2 separate regions of the Mus musculus genome follow, and region 1 is linked to region 2. A link is a contact called in public HiChIP or PLAC-seq data. All regions are on one chromosome and are shown on one strand. Each heading gives the region's core, a stretch centred on a gene start, on an enhancer-like site or on the middle of the called end of the contact. The rest is flanking DNA. Distances are from core to core; before and after follow the strand shown.

The links. HiChIP or PLAC-seq counts read pairs in DNA pulled down with a chosen protein or histone mark.
Region 1: a contact with region 2 is called in an H3K4me3 HiChIP or PLAC-seq map of bone marrow-derived macrophages, with 6 times the contacts expected there. The contact joins the enhancer-like site here to the promoter of Ginm1 in region 2. A contact is called at or near these places in 3 of 39 promoter capture datasets (cranial neural crest, frontonasal cranial neural crest and maxillary cranial neural crest), 1 of 484 Hi-C or Micro-C datasets (regulatory T cells) and 4 of 115 datasets of contacts at active chromatin or transcription factors (bone marrow-derived macrophages, embryonic forebrain, embryonic hindbrain and 1 more).

What each region holds. Positions count from the first base shown.
Region 1 is chr10:8,211,995-8,216,217 of GRCm38.p6, forward strand. The region is part of intron 7 of Ust (uronyl-2-sulfotransferase); the gene reads right to left. 4930573G07Rik (a long non-coding RNA gene) reads left to right here. Exons shown (of 3, transcript XR_003948827.1): 1 at 1-1,721. Among named protein-coding and RNA genes, the nearest start is that of 4930573G07Rik, 4.7 kb to the left of the region's middle. Within about 2 kb of position 2,172, at least 139 of the 459 cell types and tissues checked have an H3K27ac peak or open chromatin away from gene starts, as enhancers often do. A contact at or near this core is called in bone marrow-derived macrophages, pro-B cells and regulatory T cells, where this site is marked.
Region 2 is chr10:7,778,118-7,782,323 of GRCm38.p6, forward strand. It overlaps Ginm1 (glycoprotein integral membrane 1), which reads right to left and starts at 2,800. Exons shown (of 8, transcript NM_001346750.1): 1 at 2,644-2,800; 2 at 1,186-1,245. The coding sequence starts at 2,757.

The DNA of each region.
Region 1 (4,223 bases), core at 922-3,421, 430 kb after region 2:
GGCATGGCTGGGCTGGACAGGGAGTGGAAATCTGCTTTTTTTTTTTTTTTTTTTTTTTTTTTTTTTTTTTTGTCTTTCTGTTGAAACCATGTAATGGTGACAGGTCACTTTCACGAACTTGGTCAAGCTTTAGAATTACTACTGTAAGGTTGCCACACACTTAAGTATCTGTGCAGACAGATATGCGCCTCTGCCTCCTTACAGTTAACAACTATGTGCTAGGCATATTGTAACTAAATGAACTAAAGGACTCTGAGTACCTCTGGTCACAGTGACATCTATGTGACTTGATTCTGTTGTGTCAGTGGTGCGCAATGATTTGATTGGCTATAATCTTCAATACTCTATCATGTCTCCTCCCCTCCCCGCCGTCTGTTTTGTTTCTTTGTTTGTTTGTTTTTTGTTTTTTTTTGTTTTTGTTTTTTGTTTTTTTGTTTTTTTGTTTTATTTAGAGATGGCATAAGAAAGCATTTCCAGAACAAGGGTGAGGGCCAGAGTTCAGATTTCCTGACACTCACATAAGAAGCTGGGGCAGAACAGGTTCCTCTCATCCCACTGCTCAGGAGGCTGAGACACAGGGCACATGGTTAGCCTGATTAGTTGAAGTGTTATGCTCTGGGTTCAGCGAGAGACCTTGACTCAATAAATAACGTACAGAGGGTCTAAGAAAGACATCTGATGTTAGCTTCTGACTCTTTCCACATGTGTGCACACTGTACACACACCCACGCTTATGCATATTATACACATAGACACATGCAAAAATAGAAGGAGTAAAACAGTCATTCAGATCACACCCATTTGCTCCACGCACCAAGGCATCTGCTGTGGGTATCCATGGTGTCTTTTTGGTCAGCCTTGATGGTCAAATTCCTTGTGGAAGATGTCACATCAGGAATACTGGGGACATCTTCAGAAAGCCGATCCTTCACAGGAAGTACTGCCTAACACAGACAAGCCCTACAGGACTTTGGAAACCTCATCCCAGCTCAGCACCATGCTGCTATTGCATTGAATGTAGGGCCATTGCAAAATGTGCAGGTGGCTGTGTGTCAACACATGGTCCGTTCAGTGAACCACTCTACCCATCTTGGGGATTCGTGTTCAAACATGATAATAAACATCGTCCACCACGATCCTAGCTTGTGTAGGAGACAGACTGTGTGGTAACAGGCGTGACCTGCTTCACTCCAGCTGAGACCGAAGAGAGGAGGCCTTTTCTGACCCAAATCTGGACATTTCGCTAACGCCTCAACTCTCTCCACCTCTGTTGCACGGACATGATGTTTAGACTGGTTCATAATCTTCGGACTCTAAAAAGCTCCTTTAATGTAAATAAAAAAAAGAAATCACAAACCTGCCACTTGGAGCCTCCCCTACCACCCGTCTTAGCCTGTCAAAGGCGTATAATGGAAATACGTTGTTGCCTTGACTCTGGGCCAGAATAAACAATCTGGAAACAGTATGTAAACCCAGCTGCAGCCCAGGACAGAGGCCTTGCTTTATGACCTTGGAGGGGCCAACCTAGTGCAAAAGAATCAGACCTCATTGCTGGCTGGAGCTGTTTTTGATACTGGACAGACTCTGCGTTTCCCTGTCTCCATTTGAGAGAATGAATACTTCACAGGGAAAAGAGGGCCTCCCACTCGCCAATCTAGACTTGTTTTAACCTGCTCCAACAGAGGTCACGTGCAAGAAATGGATATGTGCTTCATAGGAACGTAAGTGAGGTCAAATTTTACCTGGGGTGGAGGCAGGCATCATCAGGAGATAGGTATCATTTTTCAGCTTCCGGTTAGCTGAACAGTGATTGACAAGAGGCCCTGCCACTTTAGCAAGTGTTCTGTTTTTTCAAAAAAAAAAAAAAATCTGCACTTTATTATTCCCAGGTTAGAAGATTAGACCCAGAAATTTCTAGCACACAAAAGAGAGGAAGACTTTCTCAGTTGACGGGTGAGGAGGAATTGGAGCGGAGCTCTAGGCAGCAAGGGTGAGGCAGAGTGAGCAACAGGGCAAGTGCCATAGGGCTGCCACCCTAGCAACTCCTGCAGAGCCCTGCGCAGGACACTATGAATACGATGTGAACACGATGTGTGTCACAGATAGAGTAAACTCATTTCCTGAATTATGCAGGGCGGCCACACAGTTCAGACACATGAAATACAACTGCAGGGTAGGCTGGCCGCCCTGCAGCTGCGAGCAACGGAAATGAACGTGTGTCACTCTGACTTCACAGCGGTAGGCGGGGCTGGCAGGAGGCGCTTTTGATGTGCCACTCGTGTGATTGATGGCATGCTAAGGTCAGCTTCTTGGAGGTATGGCAATTAAGGGAGGCGGGGTGTCCACACTTCATGGCTGTCTCTGAGTTTAAGGTTGGTAAAGTAAACAGAGGGTTTTTTCTTTCTTTTTCTTTTCGGTCTTCATTTTAGATCTAGAAGTATAAATAACTAAAAATTAAGTTGAGATCACTTTGAATTTCAAGAGAACTTTGCTCTGTGCAGCCAAATGCAAATTACATGGTTTTCTCCATTCCCCCAGAGTGCTAGGCTCCTTTGAAGAATGAAAATGAAGGCCTTTTAACACTCCCTCTCTCTTTTGATAGTTGGAATTGGAAGGAGAATGCATTTGGCTTATGTGGCGTGGGTCAACAAAAGTCCACAGAGACCAGGATGGAATGGGTCGCCAAACACCCATGGAGATTGGAGCACTGCCCATTTTGGGGTAGAGGCTAACGGGTCAGTAGCCTGCCATGGGACAGGTAGAAATGTCACATGGGTGGCTCTCAACTCTAGACTCTAAAGACATGGGTGGCCTGCTGAAGTAACTCCTATTTGGACATCTCAGCTACACATCAGTTAACTTGGAACCTGCCAAGCCAGCAAAGATGGCAGTGGCCATGGTAGGGGCTGTAGCAGGGACAACAGCTGTGGAGGAGCAGTGGCGTTGGTAATTTAGTGGCCTGGACTCAGAGCACACATTTATTGATGCTCAATGGTGTACCTGGTAAGCCCAATGCAAAGAAGAAGAGGCCCTTTAAGAGCTGAACACACAGACTTACCCCTGAGAAAGAGCAAATAATAATCAGAAAAACACAGACAAAAACCCTCCCATAACCACTTGGGAATCCTTGTTCCCTGGGGACCTAGTGAGCCTCCTTCTAATGGAAAATCAGAAGGGGAAAGAAGGGGCATCACAAGGTTTGATCTTTGTAGTAAGCAAATGCATGTTTTGGTTAGGTCAGATGAATGAATACTCTGGGTAAACCAATAACGGAGGGTAGTGACACCTGCAGAGGCCGTATGGGGGCCTGAGTATCTGCAGTGCTGATGACCAGTGGAGCCGAGGCACCTACAGAAGTGAGCCAACTACACATGGAGATCCTAAAGCTTAGAAACAAGCACCAGGGCTGGAAGAGGCACCTTGGTTCCTCCTGGTGCCATTCCCATGCTGGAGGGCACAACCCAGTGCCTGTCTAGGTCAAGGCTCTAGGAGTTGGCTTTCCCTGGCACTTAAAATTGGTAGGCAGAGGACAAATTGCTATCAGGTGTTTTCTCCCCAAGTCTGGACTCCAAATCAGCCCAAAAGCTGGTAACTTCTTTGAAAGACTCTACTAAACCCCCCCCCCCCACACACACGTGTACACACACACACACACACACACACACACACACACACACACACAGGCGCTCCCCTGTTGAGACCTAACTCTGATGTTAGGTTAATGGCTATCACCCACCCACAGATGATGGCACAGCCACAGGGAAGTTATCCTGGTGATCTGTTTTCCTCAAAGGTTTCCCCCCAAATCAAGTTGCTTCTGCGGTTCTACACAGAATTATAAGGCCCCAGGGCACAATGTCAGCTTTATGGCTTGGACCTTTCTAAAAGGTATAGTTTTCAACTTAAAAATTCATGTACACAGACACTTATGCATCCATATATACATGTAAATAGATACAGGTGGGCAAGTTTTAGGAAAACTTACAGAAAAATTAAGACACTAAAGTGACTTTTAATCAAGTCATGGTTATTACTATGGCAACACATTTCCTTTCTGTGTTTTATTTATGTGCATGAATTACAAAATGCACTGATTATATTTGGTTTTATGCTCTTTTACATAATTTCTATATGTGTAATTTATATATTGTATATTTATATAAGTTTGATATAACTATAGTTTATAATTTATACTTTATACTTATATTTTAAATTTTATTCTC
Region 2 (4,206 bases), core at 1,550-4,049:
TGGGATCCCAGTCTCTCTTATCTGGTATCTGGCAAAATAAATTTGTCCTCCTGTTAGCTCCTATCACTCTGGTACCATTTGCCATAAGACCAAAGACAACCAACACCAGCACTATGTCCTTGAGCCTCCATAACTAAGCTAAAAGCAAAACATCAAAAGCCCTTTTGGTTTTATTTAGGGCTTTTGTTTTGTTTGATTTGGTTTTTTTAATAAGTTATATATTTTTATTTTATTTGTATAGATGCTTTGCCTGCATGCGTGTCTGTGCACCGTGTGTGTAGTGCCTAAGAGGAAAACAGGGTGCTGCTTCCCTGGAAGTGAAGATACATGTTGAAGGCTAGGCTGATCTAAGGCTTTCCCTGAGGCCCTGATGTATAGCAAAAACATTCTTCTAAACTGTCTCTAACCCTTGAGCCTGCTTGGCAGAGTCAGTATGGCCTGGAGCCAGGACCTTGGGACAGCTACAGATTCTGATCTTTGAGAACCCAACACTTCCCACCCTAAGGGGCTACGTTGTGTGTCCCAACCCCATCCTCTGACACCCTTGAGATATCCAGTACCCTCCCCCCTTGTGTAGAACTGCTTGAATCACTTCCTGCTGACTTATTCCCACAGTATAGCAGACTTTTACTGACTCAGTACCATTTTTCCCATAAAACTACACACTAGACACTGTATATCTATCGTAAGCTTGCTTGACATAAGACATAGCTTATGCAAGCCCCCTGATCCCTACTTTTCTATCTTCTTTATCTTCTCATCCCCTCAGCAGCCTGTCACTGGAGAATGACCTGCTGGTCTAGGTCAGCTATAGATGGTTATAAACTGCCATTTGGGGACGTTGGGAATCCAACCTGGATCTTCTACAAGAGCAGTCACTGCTCTTAACCACTGAGCCATCCTTCCCGTCCTTGGTTTTGGGTTTCTTAAGACAGTCTCGCTACTTAAGAAGCACAGGCTGACTTTAATTTGAGGTAAGCCCTTTCTGCCTCAGCCTCCAAAGTGCTGGGATTACAGGAATGAAGTGCTACGCCTAGCCTCATATAGCCTGGCATAGATTTCATGTATTTATATGTAGTAGCCTGCCTTGGGCATTGCAATGTAATAACAGAAAATGGACTAATACAATCAGTAAAACTTTCTGGCTAAATATTATAGTAAAAATATAATCAAAAGAAGACAAACCTGTTCTTCAGACTCTTCCCCACTCTTGCTCAGGGTAGTTACATTGATTTGGATGCCATTCTACAAAACAAAGGTATAGGTTGGACAGATACTCACTTTACATATTGAAAATAAACTGACTGTGCGGGCAAGTTCAAATATTTCTTGGATTCAGAAGAGATGATGAAGAATCTCCAAAATTCTAAAAGAGAGGAAATAAGTCCATATCTCTATAACTTTACAATCACCCAGTATTTATTTGGTTTCCGGGTGCTTGTCCGCACAGTTGCTATTTTACCCAGAAGAAATTGCGGCTCAACTACAATTTCATATACAAGTGTGCTTGAGAGTTGCAAGGTTGTTGCTACTGCTTTGTGATTTCTGTATTCAAAAGAAGAGTTCTAGCATAATTCTAAAACATTATAAGCAGAATAAAGAGCTGGAGATGGCTCAAGAGTTATAAAAGCACTTGTTGCAAAACAGGACCATGGGAAACACTGAATCCACAAGGTTATCCTGTGACCTCCATTGGTGTAAGTTCCCGATCCAACACCACATATACACAACAAGTAAAGTTTTAAACATAAAAAGTGACATTTATCATGACAGTCACTTCTGTCTTTAGTGTGTTCCTACCACATAAGTTTCTTGTCATTTGGGGAAAACTCGAATTTTATAATCTCTAAACTTTCTCCTACTATACTGAAGAAGGCCAATGTGGCAACAAGAGTAAATCATGGGCTGGCATTTTGCAATGGCAGGGTTCTCACAGTAAGCCAGGAATCTGAAAGACTTGTGACCTTAGAGCGGTTGAATCTCGTTCCCCTGGGATGTTGAAGAAACTCATCTCCGACCCATCACGCAGGAAAGGACTGCTCCTCCCACCCACCCCACCCCCACGACCACACACACACACACACACACACACACACACACACACACACAAACACACATCCAATAAAAAGCCCATCCGGGAAGCGATAGACCTTCAGCCTCCCTCAGTCGCTAGCCCGAGTGGCCCCGAGACCAAGAAAGGCACTCCCTCCTGGTCGCGGCCGAGCAGACACAGGTGGCCTGGAAAATTGCTAATTGGGCAACACAAACATCTTCAGGGCCCAGGACCGGGCGCTAACCCAGGAAGGAGCCATTACAAACGACCGAAGTCACTAGCGATCACGCATTTTCGACAGCAAAACCTGGCAGGATCCGAACCGATTCGAGAGGCGCTAGGAAACTCAAGTTCGATGGCCGCAGTCTTGACCACACTTTCAAGGACGCCTGCACGCCTTCCTTGCGTTCCCTTTCGGGGGACCCACCCCACCCGGCATCCGGGAAAGCCCCCCCTTTCTCTCCCGGCGGCCAGACCCGGTCCAGCCCCGCACTCTCGGCTGTCCACCTGCGGGAGGGGGCAGCGTCACCCCGCCCGGGCTCCCGGAGGTCCAGGCAGAGGAGCGGCTTGTTGCGGACGCCCAGCCCTACCTGCGGGGCTGTGGACGGCGGCCTGGGCGCGTTGGTGGTCAGCCATCCCGCGGCTGGCAGCGCTATGAACAGCAACAACCGGACGGACAGCGGCGCCGACAGGCCGCCCTCCATCTTGGACAACACCGGCCCGGCGCGGCGGGAGGTGAGGGCGTGGCGGTCCGGGGCGGGGCGGGGCCTAGGGGAGGGGAGGGGCTGGGGGGCGGGACCGACCCCTCCCAAATGGGGCGGGTCGACCGAGCTGCTGGGGCTGCGCAGGCCTTTGACGTCTATGGGCGGAGCCAACTTTGTGAGCGTCCTCCGGGAGTTTGAGATGAGAAAGGGGTTTTCTCCAAACAAGTGCAATTCTTTACGAAGCCTTTACTTTTGGAGTGTGATTTTGTTTTCTCTTTCGAAACAGGATCTCGAAACAGTAGCCTAGGCTAGCTTTGAACTACTTACTGATCCTGCTGGAATTACAGAAGTGTGCCACCCTCTCACCTCAACCTTGATGGTACTTTTTCATTAGTATCAATATGTCGATATACTTACAAAAAAATGAAACAACTAGTGTCTTATAAAATGTCAGGAATGATAAATAAAAATTTAGCACTTGGAGAGGTACCCGCTTTTTCACTGGCTCTCACTATGCAGCTCCAGAACCCTCTATCTACACCAAGCTGACATTCAACTTGTGACAATTCTCCTGCCTCTGCCTCCTGAGTGTTGAGATTACAGGCAAACACCACCATTCCTACTGACTCATAAATTGCCACCTCTGGCTACAGGTGAGACTTTTGTTTGTTTGTTTTGTTTTTGTTTTTCGAGACAGGGTTTCTCTGTATAGCCCTGGCTGTCCTGGAACTCACTTTGTAGAGCAGGCTGGCCTCGAACTCAGAAATCCACCTGCCTCTGCCTCCCACGTGCTGGGATTAAAGGCGTGCGCCACCACTGCCCGGCCAGGTGAGACTTTAAAAAGTTTATGAAGTACTGGGCCTCCGTACAGCCCCAAGTATCTGATTCGATTAGATTGCACTAGAGCTGGGAAAGTGATAATTTGTCATGGGTCAGGGCTGAGGACCTGGCCCTTACCTTAAATGTCCCACTGTACTTTTGGCGTCGAGAGAAAATGCCACCAAATGAAGCCCGGTTCACATGTCTCCACATTCTGCTCCATTACTTTCCTAACCTATGAAATGAAGGTGTAGACCTTTCTTTAACCTGTTAATTTTTAAAATTTTATGTAAATGAGTTGTAAACCACCATGTGGGTGCTGAGAATCAAACCCCAGTCCTTTGTAAGAGCAATAAGGGGCCTTAACCGCTGAGCCGCCTTTCCAAACCCTTTTTCTAACCCTTTAGCTTGTATTTATTGTGGAGCAAGGTGTCATGTGGACGTGAGAGGACAACATCCGGGGGCCAGTTCTCCGCTTCTGCCATGTGGCTTACGGGGATCCAACTCAGGTCGTGAGGCCAGCTGGAAAACAATTCTGTCCTAATCGCACTGAACTTCAGGGAGGGGCTGGAGCATATTGGCTGGGGAAGAGTAGGAGACCGGACCCCAGCCAGGAGGTTACTGAGAAGC